2 separate regions of the Anas platyrhynchos genome follow, and region 1 is linked to region 2. Evidence: chromatin contacts called from public Hi-C data. All regions are on one chromosome and are shown on one strand. The core of a region is the stretch at or near the end of the contact, and the rest is flanking DNA. Distances in the headings are between cores, read along the strand shown.

What was found. Hi-C and Micro-C count contacts between places; a contact is called where the count stands out from the background.
Region 1: a contact with region 2 is called in a Hi-C map of liver, with 2.6 times the contacts expected there. The contact joins the promoter of GJA10 here to the enhancer-like site in region 2. A contact is called at or near these places in 2 of 8 Hi-C or Micro-C datasets (liver and skeletal muscle).

Annotation. Positions count from the first base shown.
Region 1 is chr3:82,292,153-82,296,754 of IASCAAS_PekinDuck_T2T, reverse strand. It overlaps GJA10 (gap junction protein alpha 10), which reads left to right and starts at 2,287. Exons shown (of 1, transcript XM_027452966.3): 1 at 2,287-3,933. The coding sequence starts at 2,406. The coding sequence ends at 3,743.
Region 2 is chr3:82,006,994-82,011,656 of IASCAAS_PekinDuck_T2T, reverse strand. MAP3K7 (mitogen-activated protein kinase kinase kinase 7) reads right to left here. Exons shown (of 16, transcript XM_072036181.1): 16 at 1,738-4,663. The coding sequence ends at 4,586. Among named protein-coding and RNA genes, the nearest start is that of MAP3K7, 50 kb to the right of the region's middle. Within about 2 kb of position 1,551, at least 1 of the 8 cell types and tissues checked has an H3K27ac peak or open chromatin away from gene starts, as enhancers often do.

The DNA of each region.
Region 1 (4,602 bases), core at 1,038-3,537, 280 kb before region 2:
ATATTGGCACATATTTAAGGCAAAAGTGATTTGAATTGTGGAAAATTATTAAACGAACTTTAGAAGAAGTAAAGAAGTAACAAAAACAAGAAATTAAGAAATGTCTTCCATTAGAAATGGGGAACTTCCATCTGATTCTAACTATTACATGCATGAATGGTTAATGCTTAAAATTGTCATATAAAAATATTTGGACAGACATGAAGATTAGTCAGATTGTATAAGGAGAAATGTCCCACGTCTGTACAATCTAGAACTGTGTATTTTGTCAGACTAGGAATAATGATATCTCTGGTATTTTAGATTACTCTCTTACAGTAAACTGAAATTACTCTGTTACACTGGGCTCAAATAAGACCGGGGTGGGGGAAGGAAAGATGGATAAATTGTAAACAGAAGGCTATGAAGTAGTTTTGACTGACATCTTTGAAACTATGGCTTTCGTGGATATAGGTTACCTTTTTATTTTTATTATTATGTTATTACAGAACATTTACCATGTAAATATTCATACTGTGGTTCTATCAGTGCAGATTTTATGGGAAAGTGTCTTGGTATAGTAAGCTTACTTAGAGAATTAGTTAGACCATTCCTATAATTATCCTGCCCTGTCAGCTGTTGTAAAGGAAAGTCAAGGACAGTGTTGTTTAGATACTGATAGCAACAACAAAGAAACAAACGCTTGCATAGAGACACAGTTTATACTCCTCTTCTTGTCCTCACCCTGAGAGACATTAACTTTCTGTTCCAAAATGGACATTGACAATTCCTAGTGCTAGAAGAATGATCTCTCTTCATCTCTAGGACTAAAACATGTCTCATTTCCTGCACTTACATTTTAGCATCTTGCTCAATGCTCTTTTGTTCAGCCGCTGTGTCCTGCTGTCAGTCAGCCACCTTTCAGGGAAAGCTGTACCTAACAAGTCAGCAAGGATTACCCACTAGTACTTGTCCTCTTGAGTGTCTGGGTTGGGATCTTGCTCTGCATAAACCTCTACTGATCATACTGAAGGTGAATTATGTAATACAGACTCTTCTGTACATGCACTTTCAAGCTGTGCTGTTGGTTACAACTGAACATCTTTACTTGCAGTGTGGATAAATACAACCTCCAAGCAGATTCTTGCTCTGCAGGATCATATCATAAATCACCTCCAAGATATATTGATAACAGTGATATCACTCAGCTTTGCAATCAATCAAGATCATGGAAGATTTTAGGTATTGCAGCCAGCCGCTCTTCAGAAGCTTATAAATGGCACTTTACAAAAGGTTGTAGTTTAGTGGAATTTGGGAAGCTCTGAAAGTGCAGTAGCATACAAAATTTAAGTGAGAACCCTTAAGTGAATATGACCATAGTTGCTTTCAATATTTTATTGCCATGTTGGCAGGAAGAATTCCAGGAATACTACATAGAATGTGTGATGTATTCATAAATACACAAATACCTTACATTTCAATTCCCCACAATATCTGGAGCTCCTGAACAGCTTCTAGAGAAGTGGCTTGGAATCAAGCATCCTGCAGCAGAACATAGATCAGTTTGCTGATGAATCAGATTGCTTCTGGGAAAGAGGCAGTTAAAAAGATCATCTCACATTCACAGCTAAAAACCTTCCCAACACCCCATTACATATTTCCTGCTTTATTCATTTCATATGTTTAAATTTATTATCAAGACAAAGCATAACATTCCAGATAGAAATCCTAGAAACACTCTGACTTCAAGAATGATAGCCTAGAACTGAGACTATTTATACATGTACATTTATGTGTAAATTAGCTATGTACTTGTAGTTTTGGACTCCAAGGTAGAAACTTGTGGACTGCTATGCTGGTAGATAGGATAATAATGGACGGATGGCATTAATAATGCTACTACCTTGGAGTACCAAATTAAATTCTTCTTGGTCACAGTTTTAGGATACGTCTCAAAACTTTGTCAATGAAATGAAAGTAATGAGCCTGATATATTATTCCAGTTGTTTTTCACGCAAAGCTGTGGCATAGCCACAGACAAGCATAGAGTGGGTGTAGATTAATCTACTGTTGGCAGTGGATTTGCAAAGTAGGGGAGAAAAAAATCTTCTTTCCCAGTGGGAAGAAAATGCTGTAAAACTGCAGACAGTTAAGAAGTATTGTGGCTTATAGGTGAACGCAGTCTCTCTTAAGCTTAAAATAATCTCACATCTGAATCTTTCACTAGTAATCATGTCGGCATTAATTTAACAGCCCATTACATGGAAAATAAGGATGAATTTCTAAGCTCTCCTGCTATCAAAAGAATATACATGAAGCATCATTATTTTAAAAAAGATATTTAAAAAAAGGACCATTTTGAAAATAAATCCATCTGTGTATTAAATTAAGATCACTTTTTGCATTTCAGACATGAACTTCTGACCATGGGGGACTGGAACTTGTTGGGCAGCATCCTTGAGGAAGTCCACATCCACTCCACCATCGTTGGCAAGATCTGGCTCACGATCCTGTTCATATTCCGGATGCTGGTGCTGGGAGTGGCTGCCGAAGACGTCTGGGATGACGAGCAGTCGGAGTTCATCTGCAACACGGAGCAGCCCGGCTGCAGCAACATCTGCTACGACAAAGCCTTCCCCATCTCTTTGATCAGATACTGGGTGTTGCAAATCATATTTGTCTCGTCTCCGTCTCTAGTCTACATGGGCCACGCGCTCTACAGGTTAAGGGCTCTAGAGAAGGAGAGGCAGAAGAGGAAAGCCCACCTGCGGGCTCAGCTGGAGGACCTGGAGCCCCTGCCCGAGGAACACAAGAGGGTAGAGAGGGAGCTGCGGAAGCTGGAGGAACAGAAGAAGGTGAACAAGGCACCCCTGAGGGGGTCCCTGCTGCGCACCTATGTGCTACATATCCTGACCCGCTCGGTGGTCGAGGTGGGCTTTATGGTGGGTCAGTATCTGCTCTACGGCTTCCACATGCCCCCCCTTTACAAGTGCACCCGCCCCCCCTGCCCGAACACGGTGGATTGCTTCGTGTCCCGGCCCACGGAGAAGACCATCTTCATGCTTTTCATGCACAGCATCGCCGCCGTCTCCCTCTTCCTCAACATCCTCGAGATCGCCCACCTGGGCCTCAACAGGATCCACAAGACCCTGGCGGGCCGGCCGCGGAGGCCAGCGGGCCGGGCTGATGACCAAGCCGTCCCCTGCCACCCCCCCAGCAGCTCGGTGATGCCTCCTCGCCCTTCGGCCTCCCCGCCACCACCTCCCTCCTCCTCCTCGGCCATCGGGGGCTCGGGGCAGCACCGCAGACAGAGGCCACCGGTGTCCTCCAGCAGCGAGGAGGCTCCGCCAGGCATGGTGGGGACAGCGGGGATGGGGACGGGGACAGGGATGTCCCGCCGGCTGCCCCGCAAGCACAGCCGGGTGAGCGCCTGCAGGGACGTGGAGGAGGAGCGCGGCGAGTCCCCCGACAGTGGGCACTGCCCCGGCACCCGCAAGTCCAGCTTCCTCTCCAGGGTGCTGCCCGCCAGCCCCGAGGGCAGCGGCAACCGGAGCTCTGCCTCCCCAGGGGGCTCTGACACCAGCTCTGGGGCTGGCTCCCCGTCGGGCTGTGAGGGGCAGCGGAGCCAAGAGGGAAGTCCAACAGGCAGCCCCCCGCCACCTGCCGCCGCCACAGGACGACGGGTGTCCATGGCAAGTAGCACCCCGCTGCCCAAGGGGCAGATGGCGGGTGGGCAACTGGGGAAAATGGGGGGATTGGGGTGAACGGGAGGCTCTTGGGGATCAGTCCTGGGGAGAAGAGGGTGAGGTGGGGGTCTGGGAGGCATCTCCAGGCTTCCTGGCATGGCCCTGGCGTGGTGGGTCGTGCTGGGTGAAGGCTGCCCCCAGCACATCAGTCCCCCAGTGTGGTGAGAGCCAAAGCATCCCTGAGGGATTCAAAGACTCGCAAAGCATCACCAGGGCACCCCTGAGGGTCTCCAAGTCACCAAAGGTGTCTCCTTTTCACTCATCGCATCACCCCAGGGCTGCCATCTGTCCCTCAGTCAGCTCCGGCCTTCTTGACGCCCGAACAGCCAGAAGGCCACCACCATCCGATGGGTTGGCTTCTTTCGGCTCCAGGGGTGGCTCCCCAGGCTGGCCAGCGGGTGGCTCCCCAGGGTAGCTGCCCAGAGGGGAAACCAAAGCCTCTGCATATAAAACACCAAATTATCATGATCTCACCACCAACAGCTACAGAAAAGCATTCTGAGAAGCTGTTCCTGTTCTTTGGCTGGTCCAAACTTGCTTACACTCAGTGTTAATAAGGTCTTGTGCTTGCCTTCAAGCACCAAGTAGATTTTTATTTTATTTTTATTTTTTTAAATGAATTTGACTTCTGACTGCCTGGATCACGGGATTTATCCCCTGAGAACAACCCCCCCCAACTTCTTTACAAATTCTTGCAGGAGCAAGCCCTTAAATATCTTTTGACAGAGCATGTAAGAAACAGAAGATTGCTTCACACAATACTCAAAGTTGTCAGTTCTGCTTAATTTTTCCTCTCTCTTCCTAAAAATGCATGCTTTTATTAAATTTGAAGCATAACAAACACACAAAACCCCAAAATCTTCTGCGGTGAGAAGCA
Region 2 (4,663 bases), core at 302-2,801:
ATTGTGACCCGTCCTGTGTGCTGAGCCAATATGCTATATGAATGAATGCAAGTCACTCCTTGGTCCTCTGCCTAAATACCTCAGGAGAACAGCCTACACAAGCAGCTGCTCCACTGCCTCTCCCTTTCAACGCTGCTGGAAGGGAAAAGAGTTTGGGAAATGGCAAAATCCTTGCATTTCCCCTGGTTTACATGCCAGTGTTAAGAGATTTGTATTTACACTGGGAACACCAACTGCTGGTCTGAGGGAAAACAGCTGAGTCTGGCAGGGGCATGGCACAGCTGGGGCACACAGCATCATGCCCCCATCTTCTCCTGGCACTTTGACCCCAACAAGGCAGGGACTCCATTCCACCCCTGTCCAGCTCTGCCTCTGCCAGTGCCTTTTGCTTGATAAGAAGTTAGAAACCTATCCAGCCTTCATGCATCATTCTGCTCCTCTTTCCACCTATTAAAGGCAGCAGTTCCCATAGCTGCCTTTGACTACCACCACTCTCCAAGTTGGAAAGGGGTTAATGGCAAAGCAGGCCTAATGATGTGAACACAAACCCATTTTATCCCTTTAAAGTATCGCAAGTTTTTAGCTACTTAATGAAAAAAAATCATAGCTGTGTGCTTTACATCAATACTTGTTTAGGTTAAAGTCCTGGGATTAGCGGTGATTTTAAAGTATTTTAAGACAGCTTTTTATTACTAATGATAAATTATTTGGTTTAATGAAAGAGCAAAACTGAATTTAAGTATGCCCCCATGACTAGTCAGAGTGCAGGTGTGAAGTCAAAATATTTGTAGCAAATCTGTCAAAGTGCAGTGGGAGATTGGAATTGTCCCTGCAAGCAGAAAAGGGTCACACAGGCACAGAAGATAATCAATGTATGCTCTTACATGCACAAATCTGTATGTATCTGTCTTTATCTTCTTTATCTCTGGAACTTTATCTTCACAGGCAGAAAGCACTGCTCATCTAGTGACATTTTAAAAGTAACTAAAAGGTAACTACAGCAGGCTTACCGGTCTCAGGCTCAGCAGATTTTGGTAATAAAAGTAAATCTATCAATGTGGATTTGATACTTGCAGTTCTCCATACCTATACACATTAGCAGTACGCATAAATGCACATAAACATATACACAGACTAGCTTTTTAATGATTCTCCTCTTCAACCAGTTCAGCACATGGAAACGCATTCTGAGGGGTCAAGTGGGTACCTGTATTGCCCAAGTTGTTCAAAGCAGCTTGAAACAGATCTGAAGCATGATTTTGTCTTCTTCACAGGCAAGGAGACAGTTAACAGGTTGCATCCATCTATGGTATGTCAAAGGAAACTCTTAAACAATAAAAGCCATTATGACTAGAATAGAGAAGTTCCAGGGGAAGGAATTCATCCACACTGAACAAGAGAAGATCGCGCTCATCTTTTTACAGAGCACCAGTATAAAAGATGTGGCATTCTTAAAATATCTCGATATTCGGTCATGACCAAGACTATTCATCCAACACCCTACTTCAGCACACAGGAAGGGAAGAGCTAATAACAGAAGAATTTTCGTTTGGTGGTGGGAACAACTGCATGATGATTATCCCCCAGCCAGTGTGGGATTTCATCAGAGATCAAGGATGTCCTGGCAAGTGTTGGGGCACTATTACATGTTTGTGGAAGTCTCTCAGCTTTTATTAACTAGATTCCTGAAAATGTAATAAAACCCTCCAGCAGAAAGCCACACTGCTCATTCCTGAATCATATGAAATCATTCACCATTTTATATACAAGTTTTGAATTACAATCTTCAACTTCTCATCAGAAAAAAAACACAAATAAGCCTAAAAAAGCATTTTTGGTAGAACTGCACAGTGTACAGAAGCATACTTTCAATTATACAATATCTTACAGAACACATACTTTAACAAAAAGCAGAGCCTGTTACTTTTTCTGAGAAGGCACTGCCCAGACAAAAATTAGATGTTTCACCTCCATTACTAGAGGAACGGCTTTAACTGGACAAAAGAGTACATGAAAAACTTCCTGAACACTCCAGATAGCTTAACAGAAAAATAAAAGTACATTTGTAAACAACTTTCAAACAAGAGCCTTAAGAAAATAATAAGTCACTAGAAAATTAAGCTGTTAAACTCTTAGTTGCCCAAACTGCTATGTTCTACACTTTTTTGATACACAAGTTTTGCCACACAGAACACCTCACTGAAAATTATAGGCAAATAATTAAAAAAAAAAAAAAAAAAGGTGCAATTAAGAAAGAGACAACTTGAAAGCCAAAGGTCAAACTCCAAATTCCCTTTGTAAATAGCAAGAACAGCAATATAACCTAAATAGTGAACAGAGCCAAGTTCAACAGCGGGCCGGTAGCACAGCACTTATTTTACAATCTGAGACCCTTTTTAATCTAAACTCTGAAAACTCATAAACAACTGTTAGAAGTGACGCTTGTATTAGGTACCATAAAGCTAGCACTGCATTCACTTCCATTATTCAGACTTTGCCATAAAGTGACTTTTCATATGCAATGCTGATTTATTTTAAACAAATCTGTTTTATGATGAGGCAAAGCATAAAAACTGTCCTGGGAAATGATTTTGTGTATGTAATTATCAACCAAGCATCTCAAGTCGAGCGTTGGCATTTATGCTGCCCTACTGGATGCTTAAGCATATGTTAAGCAAGCTGCTGAACACGGAGTGTGTCCATTTTGGTAGATGGACAGATGTATGCGAACAGCAATGCTTTGGATAACTTGTGCTATTCCTAATACTACAGTTATTTTCTCCACCAATTACATTTTGCTATAAATATGTGTGCCCTTAAGTTGATCCCAATATCAGTTTCAGCTAACTAATCAAATTATCTGCTAAGGTTTGGGGAATGATAACCCTTCCTTTATTTAAGTAAAAGAGGGAAGCACTTCTTACTCCCAGAAGTTTGCCAACAGTAGATTTATTTTCAAGACAGAATGACACCATTCAGTAAACTGTCAGCCACTTTCGTTGTTCACAGATACGTTCACAAGATGTTTATTATAAGGGGAAGAGAAAAATACTGTGATATTTTTACCATGAATGTTTTCTCCAAGTTCTGTTAATGGGCTCCTACAAATAATTATTCATTTCAAGTACGCAGAAATCAAAGGTCGGGTTACCTCTCCTACTTTGAGGGCTCAGCAGCTATATTTCAATTTTCTATTTTTCCTTTGCAAAAGAATGTTAAAACCCTGCCCATAACTGAGTACACCAGGAGCTTATGTAAGGAATAATTTCTTATTATATTTAGAAATGCCTCATTTCTTTACCAGTTAGGAGTTAACTCATAAACCAAATAATCAATCTGCAACGTAAACGAGTAGTTGTTTTCTCCCATGTAGAAATGGTAAATAATGAGACTGATAATTACATATTCTGCTTGAATTCATTAAATGCAATTCTTCAGTCACAAAGGCAGCAGGCATTCTGAGATGGACTTCAAAGGAAGTATGTTCAGATGAGTGGAGTAACTGAGATTCCTGATGAAGATTGAAGCCATTTCCCTCATTTTCTTAATAGCTTCTGCCATTTCCATACTTAACTCCATTGCATCATTTGATATTTAAAATTAATTTCCCCGAGTCTCTTTCTTCCTATCCAAAACAAAGTTACTTGTATTTATGGCAAATACTTTTGAGGAATTAAGTTGTAAAGAAAAAAATATTCCCGTAAGTGGTATGAAGGGAATACTTACAATCTTGTTTTAATTTGCTTTCTGAGTTTCCTTTTAAGAATGCTTCAGTGACAAAAGCTTTGAAGGTTTAAGACACTTTATCACATTTTTGTTTCCCTCTTTTATACAGGGGATAAATTTTGCGCAGTGAATCACGTTCATAACTTCTGCCCAGTTATAACTAGATGGAACTGCATGACATTCCCCCCAAGAAAGTAAAGAAAATACAGCCTTTTACTTCAAATATTTTATGAATGCAAGGTTACAACAAATATATTAGTCAAAATGCAGGGCTATCAAGCACTGAACCAAGGATGCTGGCATCAGTTTGACTATTATTTTGCATGTGGAAAAAATATACTACTTCTACAGGTAAAAGGCATCACTAACGCATCATGAATTACTCTGGTCAGCCAACATCACCTCTGCAGCTTGGTGCATGTTTATGTCCTGAAAATAATCATCATTATAAATTTGAGATGAGACACTGGAACAAAACCATTCTTAAACAGGAAAGTTTTTGTTTTGCTCTTATCGAGGTAACACCAAAAACTAAAACCAAGATCTTACAATTTTGCAGCCTCTAACACTTGTTAGGCTAGCCTTCACACAAGGAGCATGCATACAGCCACGGTTCTTGCTTTACACTGAGGGCTGTTGGTTAATTCAAGTCACTGTTTTCTCACCTTATCGGGTTAACCTGTTGAACTGGATGTCCACCATAGGAAAATGAAAAAATTAAATGATGTTAAGTGTAGCAGACAAATACAGACCACACCAAGAAGCTTACACTCATGAGTTGTCATAATAAGGGATAATAATAACAATACAAAAATCAGTCTTTTCTGTGCATATTTTTCATTTGAAAGGTCCCAGGAAATCATGATGTGCCTGGCCGTTTCTGTTGCTGATTTCTGATGACCTCTAATTGTTTTTTGCATTGCTGATAGTAAGTTGA